Regions from separate parts of the Canis lupus genome. Here region 1 is linked to region 2. Evidence: chromatin contacts called from public Hi-C data. All regions are on one chromosome and are shown on one strand. Each heading gives the region's core, a stretch centred on a gene start, on an enhancer-like site or on the middle of the called end of the contact. The rest is flanking DNA. Distances are from core to core; before and after follow the strand shown.

Region 1 (6,433 bases), core at 3,152-5,651, 160 kb after region 2:
ATCTCCCCCACTAAATCTGTCATCCCATACTGTGCCTTCAGCCCAGTGTGTGCCTCTCACCACGTGGCCGAAGCAGCAGCGAGGGTTTCAAGTGACAGCCATTGGTGTAGGAGAAGTGAACACTGCCAAAGAGAGGGTCTTGGCTCAGGTGGTGAGCCAAGTGGGCCAGGTAGAGAGCACGCTTGCGGAAGTAACGCTGGTTCAACCCATCTTTGTCCTGTAGGATCTCCTGGAGAGGGTCAGGAGAAGGGGGAGATGACCAGGCCCGTCAGTACTATTATTAGATGGCTTGTGGGGCCAGGAGGAAGCCAAGGTGAATCACAGTTTAGAAACCTCAGGGATTTTTGCTGGCTGGAGTGTCTGAACCAGGACTAACAACAATATACTTAGTTCTCAGATGAGAAGGCAAAGTTCCAAAGGGTAGCAACTGACCCAAGGGCACATTTAAGCTGCCCTCAAGAAGATAGCAGGGGTCTGCTCTCTTTTGATTTCCAGTTCAGATTTCAATCCCCTGGCCAGTGGCAGGTGGGAAAGAAAGAGGGACCCAGGAATTTGTAGGTGGTAAAGGAGCAGGCCTCTCCATCCCCCAAATACTGTACCTTACCCTGGGCATGGTCACTGCCATGTCCACATTGATGTCCGGCCGGACGCAGGTGCCCAGAAGGTAGCTGCCCACAACAGTGACCTGAGACGGAGGCAGGAAGCAAAAACAGCCCTTCACAGTATAGGGCACTTGGTGGAGGGGCACTCGAACCCCAGCTGGGAGCCAAGTCTGGTCAGTCAGCTGTGGGGAAAGGCAGTGATACATATTAATTTCATTGCCTTCCGGACACGTCCCCTTGATGTCTAGTAGACATATCACATTAAATGCATCAACACATTTGAAAATAAACCCCTCGTCCTTCTATAAACATGTCCTCCCCATTAAGGAAACTTCATACTAGTTGTTCAAGCACAAAACATGTAAATCACTGGACTCATCTCTGTTGAGAATACCCATTTCACTGTCAAGAGCATCCAGGCACTGACTGCTTCTGTACTTCTCTATCCTAGTATGAGATGCCACCACTTTCCAGGGGATTACCACATAATAGGTTTCTAACTAGTCTCCCTGATTTTACCTGTATTCTCCTCCATTCTACTTTCAACACAACATCTAAGTGAACTTTTTAAAAATGAGGTGAGATCACATCACTGCGCTACCAAAAAATGTACACAGTCAGCGGTTTCTCATTTCACCCAGAGCAAAGGCAAAGTCCCTGTTTCAGTGTACAAGGCCCTATGTGAAATGTCTCCTTCCTCCACTGCCTTTCTGAACTTGTCTCTTATTTTCCCTTCATTCAGTCCAAGCAACATACCAGGCTTACTCCTGCCTTTGAGCTTTTGTGGTGTTTATTTCCCCTTCCTGCCATGCTCTTCCTCCTTTAGATATCTATATGGCTGACTCATTTCCTTCAGATCGTCACACTAATGTCACTTCAATAAGGCCTATCTCAACCACCTTATTTAAATTTGCAAACCAGGGATGCCTGAGTGGCTCAGCAGTTAAGCGTCTGCCTTTGGTTCGGGGCATGATCCTGGAGTCCCGGGATCAAGTCCCACATAGGGCTCCCTGCATGGAGCCTGCTTCTCCTTCTGCCTATGTCTCTGCCTCTCTCTCTCTCTCTCTCATGAATAAATAAATAAAATATTTAAAATAAATAAATAAATAAATAAATTTGCAAACCACTCCCATCTTCTGATATCCCCACAATCCCCTCACCTCGCCCTACTTTCTCCTTTTCCTGTACTGCTTACTGTTTTCTAACATTGCTACACAGTTTACCTGTCATGTTTATCATCTACTATCCATAAGCCCAACACTAGAAAGTAGACAGCTTGTGTTCACTGATGTGTCCTAAAAATGTAACTGCTGCAAAGAACATAAGCGTTTGCTGAACAAATGCACAAGTGGTTGACTGTACTTCCAGTGGCAATGAAAATGAGCTCCCTAGCACCCCTCTGGCAAAGAGAAAAGCTGTTTCAGATGCCCACATGGAGGACCTCTCCTGGGCTTTCCAGTTCTTCTCACTGCCTGCTTTACCTCTCTCTTAGGAGTTGAGGGCACCCTGAGGACTCTCTGGTTGACCTCCCGTAGGAAAGCATCAATCCGCTCCTTTTTCTTCTCTGGCAGCCTCACTTCCTTTAGTAGCTCCTCTACCTGTAAGAAGAGACAGCAGAGAGTCCTTCAGCCTCAGGGTTCCAGGCCCACCCCTCTAATAAAAGCCCCAGCCACCCAATAGTACCTGTAAACGAAGCAAGCTGGAGTGGAATAGACTCTCAGTCTCCCGAAGACGATTCAGCTCCTCATTGGTAGGCTCCTTATACAGTTCTGCCTGGCTAAGCTTCACTGGCTGCAGGAGGCCCTCCACTGGAGACCCAGACAGGGTATGCTTCTTTGAGGACTCCTTCTTTCCCTCCTTGCCTGTGCCTTCCAGAGCTAGTTCCATTACCTGTGGCCAGTGAGGAGAGAAGCCACTGTGAGGTCACAGACATCAAACATCCACTGCCAGAAGTGCCACCATAATGGGATGTGGGCAAAAACTTCACAAGCTCCTGTTCATTCTTTTGAATGGGAGCCAGACTGTGAAACTTAGGATTATCATTACTTAGAAGAACGTTACTAAGCTCTAGGCTGAAATTCCTTGAATTGAGGGCTCCCTGTCTATGTGACAGCACAAGCATGGAGCCCTGCCTGAAGTTGACAGGGTTAGTAGTTGACTGAGTCCTGACCTAAACAATGCCTGAGCTTCTTGTATTTCCAGGTACCATGCATCAGGGAGCTTCCTCTTCTGCTGGGTTATCTGCAAATGGGAATCTGCAAATGCCATCTCCACTCTTGCTCTATCCAAATCCTGCCAGGCTCTACCCCTGCCAGCAAGCCCTGACTATAGACTACATCAGTATAATGTTAAGTGGCCAAATGTTGGAAAGAGCTGGAATCTACTGCCTCTGTAAAATATACTCAGTATGTCATCCAATCCTCAGTAATCCTGGCAGAAAATGCACACTTGAAAGAAGTCCCCTGAGCTGGATTCCACAGTTAGCATGCATTTTTTTTTTTAAAGATTTTATTTACTGGTTGCCTGGGTGACTCAGTGGTTGAGCCTCTGCCTTCCGCCCAGTGGTGATCCTGGAGTCCCAGGATCGAGTCCCACATCGGCCTCCCTGTATGGAACCTGCTTCTCCCTCTGCCTATGTCTCTGCCTCTCTCATGAATAAATAAATAAAATATTCACGAATAAATAAATTAAATATTCATGAGAGACAGAGAGAGAGAGAGGCAGAGACAAAGGCAGAGGGAAAAGCAGGCTCCCCCCAGGGAGCCGGATGCGGGACTCAATCCCAGGATCCCGGGATCACAACCTAGGCCAAAGGCAGAAACGCAATCACTGAGCCACTTAGGTGTCCAGGATGCCTATTCTGTAAGCAGGCTTCACACCCTGGTCTGCAGGGTCTCAAACCTTCTCCCCTACAGCCCTGGGCCCCGCCCCCACTCCACGTTCCTACACGGGGAGAATCTCACTGAAGGATCCCAGAAGCACCACCATGTGCCCTCTGTTAGAGCAGCGAGCACAGAACTGGGCTCAAGAGATTAGAAGGTCTCGCAGAATGACGAGGAGAAGGACCTGGTTAGGAAAATGATCCACGCCGCGGGGGTCTCTTCAACTTCCAGGTGAGAGCTCTCGAAGGAAAAAGCTCAAGAAGCTTTATCGCTTCTATCCAAATAACGCAAGTTCCCATCTCCCTCCGACTGTCTCGGTGCCCAGACTGGAAATGTGGGGGAATAAGACTCCTCCAGGACGGACTGCCTCGGCGCCCCTGGCCGGCGAGCTGCCAGGCTCTGCCAGCTCGGGCAGGTAGAAAGCACTCCTTCCTGCCGGAGGGCTCACCCACCTCTGGCTCCCCAGCACCTCCGCGATCCTGCGCTCCCGCAGGCGCTGGCCCCATAACTCCGGGTCCAGGTCTTGCTCCAGTACTTCGGGTAGGAAGCCCACGTGCTCGGCACAACTTCTTCCCACGTGGGCAGAAGTGCCGAAGCCCTCCGCACAATCACCGAAGCCTGGCAGCGGAATCGCAGAGGACTTACGAGAAAGTTGCGGCAGCCCCGCGGCAAACCCCCCGCGCCGCGTGGGGACCAGCCTCGTGCCGCAGGACTCCGCCCCGCTCCGGAACCATTGGGTGAGCGCTCGAAGGGCCGCTCGCCATTGGTACCTGTCACTCTCCAGGCCCGCCCACCGAGGGGGAGGAGCCAAGCCGGCTTCTCCCATTTACGGTCTCTTTGCGACGCCAGACCGGAAGCCTGCCTGTAGCTTAGCGGTCGCTTTCTTTCCCTCACTTCCGCAGCTTGCGTCGAAAGAGGAAGGGCGGGGCTGGCTTGGGCGCTCGGGGCTGTTGGTTCTCGCCGCGGAATCCTGTCCGTCTCATCCACCACGTCTTACCGAATCACCAGCTTCGTCAGTTCTGCCTTCAAAATATATTTCGAATTCATTCATTCTCTTCTGTCTTTAGTACCAAATTTAGTTCAAGTCAAATCGCCTTGTGCCTAGATTATAAGAGCTTCTCCAGTTTATTTTTAAGTTTTCCAAATCTACCCAGTGTAATAATATAGTGAACATATATCCTTCAGGTACCCATCCTTAGTGTTTGTTTTGTCAAATTTGTCTTGTCTTTAGGTATTTATAAACTCTTCTGCAGAACCACTTGAGAATTCCTTCGCCCACATCCCTGAATACTTTGGCATATATGTACTAAGGAGAAGGACTAATTAGAGTCCACTTACAAAATTATAGTCCATTTATCAAATTTAACTTTGATTCAATACTATTCAAATTTTGCTGATTATCCCAATAATATCCTTTACATGGTAGCATTTTATTTCTTGATGCAAGAGCATGCATCAATTTAGTTGTCATGTTTCTTTTCTCTATCTTAATCTAAGAACATTTGGGGAACTCTCCCTTTTTTGGTCTTCTATAACAACATGTTTGAAGTATAGGACAATCTCATTCAATAGCTTTTTTGTACAATATACATACACACATATGTATACACACATATGTACATATGTGTGTATGTAATTGCAGAATGCATAACATGCATATATAAAATTACATGTATATGTATATAGAATTATAGGTATGCATATAATTATGCAAATGTGTGATTGTGTATACATATATATACATACACGAAAATTACATAAGGGTACAGCTTGAATATTCATAAACCAAATATACCCATGTAACCAGCTCCCAGAAAAGAAACAGAACATTTCTTGAAACTTTAGAATTTCTCTTCATTTTGCCATCTAATCATTATGCTCCAACAGTACCTACTATCCTGACTTGCATTTGCACAGATTAATCCATGCAATACCTTTTATTTTTTTTTTCATGCAATACCTTTTAAAGGAATTTTTCACAAGGGTGGTCTTGTCCTTTGATCCCTTTCCACATGGTTGCCAGAATTTAAAAAATAAAATAAGGCCAGCCCGGGTGGCTCAGTGGTTTGGTGCCACCTTTGGCCCAGGGCCTGATCCTGGAGACCTGGGATCCAGTCCCCCGTCAGGCTCCCTACATGGAGCCTGCTTCTCCCTCTGTGTCTCTGTCTATCTGTGTGTGTGTGTGTGTGATGAATAAATAAATAAAATCTTTAAAAATGATCCCAGGGTCTTGGAATTGAGCCCAGCATCAAGCTTCCTGCTCAGCAGGGAAGTCTGCTTCTCCTTCTCCCTCTGTGCATTCTCTCTCTCTTTCTCCTTCTCTCTCTCATTCCTCCTCAAGTAAGTAAATAAAATCATTTTTTTAAAAAAAGAGATATAAACTGGATCTAAGCTGTTTGCTCTGTCTAGAATGCTTTTTCATGACTTTTTCTCTTTTTCATCCTTCAGTTCTCAGGATAAGTATCACCTGTGTAGTTAGGCTTTCCCTGATCCTCTAAACTGAAATATATTTTCCCTTATCATTCCATTTATTTCCTTTTTTAAAAAATAAGCTTTGATTGTTTATCAATTGTCTTTTTTTCCTTGACTGTAAATCCATGAAAACAAGGACCAGGTCTACATAGCCAATGCCTAGCACACTGTACATACTCAATAAATGCTTACTGAATGAATAAAAGAATTAATGAAGCCAATGTCAACCTTCCAGCCTTGTCTCTTACCATTGTTTCTGTCAAACTTTATGCCCTCGCTATATTGAACTACTTAGATTTTCTCTACTATCTTGCTTTTATGTCCTGGGCCTTTGAACTTGCTGCCCTTTTTGCTCAGTGTTTTGATTTTTTCCCCAGCTTTATTGAGATATAATTATTGTATAACCTAAAGTTTAAGGTATACAATGTGATAATTTGTTACATGTATATGTTGCAAAATGATTACTACAATAAGGTT
Region 2 (6,024 bases), core at 3,072-5,571:
TTCAGGTCAATAGTAATGTCCTCTCTTTGATTCCCTAATTTCAATAATTTGAGTTTTTTCTGTCTTTTTTCTTGTCAGTCTAGCTAAAAGTTAGTCAATTTTGTTCTTTTTAGTGAACCACTTTGTTTTGTTGATTTTTTTCTATTTTTATTTTATTTCTGTTCTAACTTTTGTTATCTCCTTCCTTCTACTTGTTTTGGTTTAGTTTGCTCTTCTTTTTCTAGTTTCTTAAGGTAGAAGTTTAAGCTATTCTAGATATATCTCTTTTTTATTAATAAACTTTATTTTTTTGGAGCAGTTTGAGAATCACAACAGATTTGAGCAGAAAGTACAGAGAATTCTCATATATGCCCTATCCCCATTCATGCACAACCTCCCCCATTGTAGACATCTGGCACCACGGTGGTATATTTGTTACAATCCATGAGCCTACATTGATATCTTATTGCCTAAAGTCCATAGTTTACATAGTTTATTTTTGGTGTACATTCTATAGATTTTGACAATGTAGCCACTGTTGTATTATCAATAATAGTTTCACTGCCCTAAAAATCCTCTGTGCTCTATTAATGCCTCCCTTTCCTCTAAGCCCCAGCAATCACTAATTTTTTTATTGTCTCCATAGTTTTGCCTTTTCCAGAATGTCATATAGGTGGAATCATACATAATATAGCCTTTCAGATTGATTTCTTTCACTTAGTAGTATGCATTTCCTCCATGTGTTATTCATGGCTTGACAGCTTATTTCTGAATAATAATTTGGTGTCTGGACTTTCTTTTACTCATTTCTATTTTTCTTTTAAGATTTATTTACTTATTATGGGGGGGAAAGGGAGAGAGAGAATCTTAAGCAGACTCCCTACTGAGCTCAGAAGCCAATGCTGGGCTCAATCTCACAATCTTGAGATCATGACCTGAGCCGAAATCAAGAGTTGGATGCTTAACCAACTAAGCCACTCAGGGGCCCCTGAACTTTTTTTTTTTAATAGTTTTTTTTTTAATAGGTTTTATTTATTTGAGAGAGCGAGAAAGAGCATGAGGAGGGGGCAGGGGAAAGGAGGGGAAGGGAAAAGCAGGCTCCCTATTGAGCTGAGAGTCCAATGTGGGGCTCAATCCCAGGATCCTGGGATCATGACCTGAGCTGAAGGCACATGCTTAACCAACTCAGCCACCCAGGCACCCCTGCTAGACTTCATTTTTATTTTTTTTAAATTTTTTTAAAGATTTTATTTATTTATTCATAGAGTCAGAGAGAGAGAGAGAGAGAGAGAGGCAGAGACACAGGCAGAGGGAGAAGCAGGCATCATAGAGAGAGCCTGATGTGGGACTCGATCCAGGGTCTCCAGGATCACGCCCTGGGCTGCAGGCGGTGCTAAACCGCTGTGCCACCGGGGCTGCCCTAGACTTCATTTTTAATGCAAGTATTTGTAGCTGTACATTTCCATCTGAGCTTGTCATAAGTTTTGGTATGTTATATGAAATACTGTTTGTATAGGAAAGGCAGGATACTTTCATTTTTATAAGCTTTGAAAATAGCAGATTCCCTAGTATTCCAATTATGAATTATTGCCATTCAATTCCAAATTTATCCTTTTTTCCTGCTCTGTGAAATGATTTGGACCCTTTCAAATATTTATCCTTTATCAGCTAGCAGAAATTTGTCAGTAGAGGGCACCAGAGAGATACTGCAGGAGGAAAAGGTTTTGTTTCCTATTTTTAGTGTTTCAGTTAGGCAGGCTTTTGTGTTGTGGGCAGCTTCTCCAGTGTTTGGCTTCTGCAATGTACAGGGCTTCTTCAGCACCTGGCCTTTTCAGCTTGTAGTGGCTAACAGCCAGAAACTTCTTTTGGCATCTCCTCACATGGTTTATAGTAGAGTGCCTCTTCTGAGACTCCTCCCCATGAATGACTTTCCCCAGCACCCTCCAAGGTAGGTTTCTGGCAGCTTCTGCTGTTGCAGCACCACAGCCACTTCCTTGCCATCTAGTGAGCCACAGGCATAACCTCTCTTTTTTTTTTTTTTTTTTTTTTTTTATTTATGATAGTCACACACAGAGAGAGAGGCAGAGGCAGAGGGAGAGGGAGATGCAGGCTCCATGCACCGGGAGCCCGACGTGGGATTCAATCCCGGGTCTCCAGAATCACGCCCTGGGCCAAAGGCAGGCGCTAAACCGCTGCGCCACCCAGGGATCCCCAGGCATAACCTCTCTGACAAAGTTTACACTTCAGCTCTGGGTGATTTTCGTTAATCTCAATCCTAGAGGTAGTGGCTTTTCCTTATATCATTAATCCTCTGTTATTTTAGAGTTCTTTTTACTTCTTTACTAGTCAATCCCTTATTACTCCAATTCTCTGTTATAGTTAATAAGTCTTTATAAACAAAACCTTCTCTGTTCAAATGACTGTGTGGTTCCTCTCTCTTGATTGGACTCAGAGTGATAACACCTGGTAATTTCTAAAAGTGACAGTATGGTTGGTTGGTTGATTTGATGAACTGCTCTGTCAAAATTGAAGATTTATGTTCAGTAAAGGACAAAATTAATAGAAAATGGAAGAAAATAAGACAACTGAAATGTATAAAACTGACATGGAATTGATATCTATAATATACAAGAAACCATCAGCAAGAAAAAGAGAGCAACCCCAATAGAAAAAAATAGGCAGTGGGTGTGAATAAGCAGTTAAAAAAGAAGAAACTCCAAAAGTCATTTAAAAATGTTCAGACTTGGGCAGCCCAGGTGGCACAACGGTTTAGCGCCGCCTGCAGCCCAGGGCGTGATCCTGGAGACCCCGGATCAAATCCCACGTCAGGCTCTCTGTATGGTGCCTGCTTCTCCCTCTGCCTGTGTCTCTGCCTCTCTCTCTCTCTTGGTCTCTATGAATAAATAAATAAATAAAATAAAATAAAATAAATAAAATCTTTAAAAAAAAAAAAAAAGCCCTCTCCCTTTTAAAAAAAAAAAAATGTTCAGACTTGGCTGAACCTGGCTGGCTCAGTTGGTACAGCATGTGACTCTTGATCTTGGGGTTATGAGTTCAAGCCCTATGTTGGGTGTAGAGATTACTTTAAAAGAAGTAATAAAATCATTTTAAAAATATTCAGACTCAGTAATCAGAGGAATAAAAATTAAAACAATGAGATATCACACCTGTTGGTATGGAAAAGTCTGGAAGGTGGACACTGGTTGTATCTCAAATATAGCTCATATCTGTTCTCTCCATGCTATTTGCTGTCACTCTAGTCCAAAGCCACCATCATCTTCTGCATTAGCCTAATACAAAACTGTCACTGCTCTGCCCACTTCTATTCTTGCTCCCCAACAATTCACTCTTCCTTTGGATAGAGAAGAAATCTTTTAAGTATATAGATCAGATACCATCTCTTTGCTTAGAACCCTTCAATGACTTCCTACTGCTCTTGGAATAAAATCCATTATCATGGCCTGCGGTGATCTGTGTGATTTCCTTACCTACCTCTTCAGTTCCATACCGTGCCACTCTCCTCCCTATTTTCCAGCAGATATCTCAACACCTTGAATACTTCAAGGTCTTTCCTTCCTCATGACCTTTGCATTTTACTATTCCTTCTTTCTGAATCTTCCTATAGCTAGTTCCTTCTCCTCTTTCCTTCCACTCAAGGAAGCCTGGCCACCTTTTCTCATCAGGTCCTATTATCACTCTTACCCTGCTTATTTCTTTCATAATGCTAACATAATTTGAAATTATTTTACAAATCATTAATTTGTAAATATAAATTAGTTTTTAATCTCCTATACTAAACAATGCACTTCATTAGGGCAGGGACCACGTTTGTCTTTTTCACCATTTACCTCCAGCGCTTAAAGCGATGCCTAAGAGTATGCATTAAAACACAACTATGAATAAATGAATCTATTTCGTGTTTTGGGGGAAGTCTGTGAATTACGTTACAAGTACATATGCTTCATGCTTAAATGTTGCATTCTACTTAGTAATGAATGCAATAACAAAGCAAACTCCACACATTCACTTAAAATTTTGCTACTTTAGGAATGCCTGGGTGGCCTAGGGTGAAGCATCTGCCTTTGGCTCAGGGCTGATCCTGGGGCCTGGGGATGGAGCCCACATCCTGCTCCCTGCATGGAGCCTACTCCTCCCTCTATGTCTCTGCCTCTGTCTCTGTCTCTCATGAATAAATAAATAAAATCTTAAAAAAAAAAATTATCAGTGCCTCCGAACTTTCCCTTCTCAACTTCAATATCCACCTGTATTTTATCGTCATATGTCCGTCCAAGTCTTTTACCATTTCTAATAACATGGTTTATCGGCTTTGTTTCTTTTTTTCGGCTTATCATTTTCTGATTTGTTAAAGTTCTCGGTATATTAGCCCTTTACCGTTTGTTTTTGCGCGTATTTTCCCTTCGATTCCCTTTTGACGACTTAGCAGTTCTGCTTGTTTAACCAACACTAAAGCCGAAGTATTCTAGGTAGAAGGTGACGCTTGAGCGGACCGCGGGAGGCCAGGTGGAGTTGGTTGGGTGCCAGAACAAAGGGCACAGTAGCAAGAGAACACCACGAATCTCAAAAAGAAAAGCAATGACTACGCAAATTCCTAGCCGCACACTAACGTGACCCTCCCCACCTACGGTCAGCCTCTACTCCCCTCCTCCACGCCGGCGCCTGGCGCTTGTGTCTGACGTCACGGACGCACCGCACAGTTCCCTCCGGCCGCGCAACCTCCGTGGCCGTCCACCCGGCGCGCGGAGGCGAATATTCTCGCGGCGCCGGAAGTCAGAGGCACGTGACCGGGTGACATCCCGCTCTAGGTTGCAGGGCTCGCTTTAGGTGTTGCGGCACGGGATGGCGGAGGCGCCTCCTGTCTCAGGTACTGTCCCGGCCCGCGCGGGACTGGGCCCCTCTCGGGGAGCGGAAATTGGGTCAGTGGCGAGTCCTAGGACTCCGACCATTCATATCGCGAGAGTGGCGCGTACCAGGGTTCGGGATAGTGGCTCGGAAGGGCCAAGCCACGCGCGTCGTGGGTACCGAGACCTCGACCGTCCTCCACTGGGTTGTGAAGCCCCGCAGCTGGGTTTCCGGGAAGCGCGGGTTTGTCCAGTGAATCGGTGTGCGCGCCCCACTTTCTGCCGTGCGCCCCGCCTTCAGCCCAACCCCGCTGGGGCAGAGGCCTCAGTGCTCTGCAGCAGGCGGGCGTCGGCCGAGTCACCTCCCGTGACGGTGGCGGGCTCTCGAGGCGTGGCGGGTTGGCGCGTCCTGGGGCAGCGGAGCGAGCGCGAGCCGAACACAAGGGGCTCCCATTTCCAGACTGCCACGAGCTCACAGTGTGATTGAATCTCCGTTTCCTCATCTATCAGTTGGGAGTAAATAATTTCTGTGAAGGCTCCCGCCCTGTACCGTACTTGTTCCATAATTGTTAGCTCACTTTTTTTGGAGTTGCTTCCGTGTGTAGAACAGCCTCATTTGGCTGTTGATGTGTATTTCCTTTTCCTTCAAGATGTACCTTAGATCTTTGTTTTCCAAACTTTTTGGCAGAGACCGAAAAGAAACATTTTACATCGTGGTTCAGTGCACACGTGTGACTCTAAAAGCGAACCAAAAGTTTTAGGAATTAATGCTTTTCCTTACTGTTTGAAATACGCTCTGTTTTCTGTTTTCTTTGAAAAAAATACCTGTCACAACCCACTGCGTTGATTTTATTTCAAGACCCACTCTTTCTAGGGGGGAAAAAAAACAGGACAGCAGTTTGCCACATGTGGTTTGTAAACTGCCATTGATTTGAGTCTTAGTTCTGCCACTTATCAGTGTTTTGCAACCAAGAAGAGTATATGTTAAGTTTGTGTACTGGGTGGCAGGTAAAATGTACTTGTTACTGTGGGTATGGGTCAAAAAATTATATTTTCAAAACCCTAATCCTGATTTATTAAATTTTGGGGGATGGGAGCCTTTTTAGGTTGGTCTGGTGTTTTGTTACTCTGCCACCTGTTTTTTTCCCAGATCCTCTAAACTGGATCCATTGATCTTTCCATCCTC

The links. Hi-C and Micro-C count contacts between places; a contact is called where the count stands out from the background.
Region 1: a contact with region 2 is called in a Hi-C map of blood, with 4 times the contacts expected there. The contact joins the promoter of NOL6 here to the promoter of NFX1 in region 2. A contact is called at or near these places in 4 of 9 Hi-C or Micro-C datasets (amygdala, blood and skin fibroblasts).

What each region holds. Positions count from the first base shown.
Region 1 is chr11:50,777,604-50,784,036 of UU_Cfam_GSD_1.0, forward strand. It overlaps NOL6 (nucleolar protein 6), which reads right to left and starts at 4,402. Exons shown (of 27, transcript XM_038552612.1): 1 at 4,255-4,402; 2 at 3,937-4,102; 3 at 2,286-2,492; 4 at 2,084-2,200; 5 at 605-784; 6 at 61-229. The coding sequence starts at 3,990.
Region 2 is chr11:50,619,740-50,625,763 of UU_Cfam_GSD_1.0, forward strand. NFX1 (transcriptional repressor NF-X1) reads left to right here and starts at 4,322. Exons shown (of 23, transcript XM_038552603.1): 1 at 4,322-4,861. The coding sequence starts at 4,837.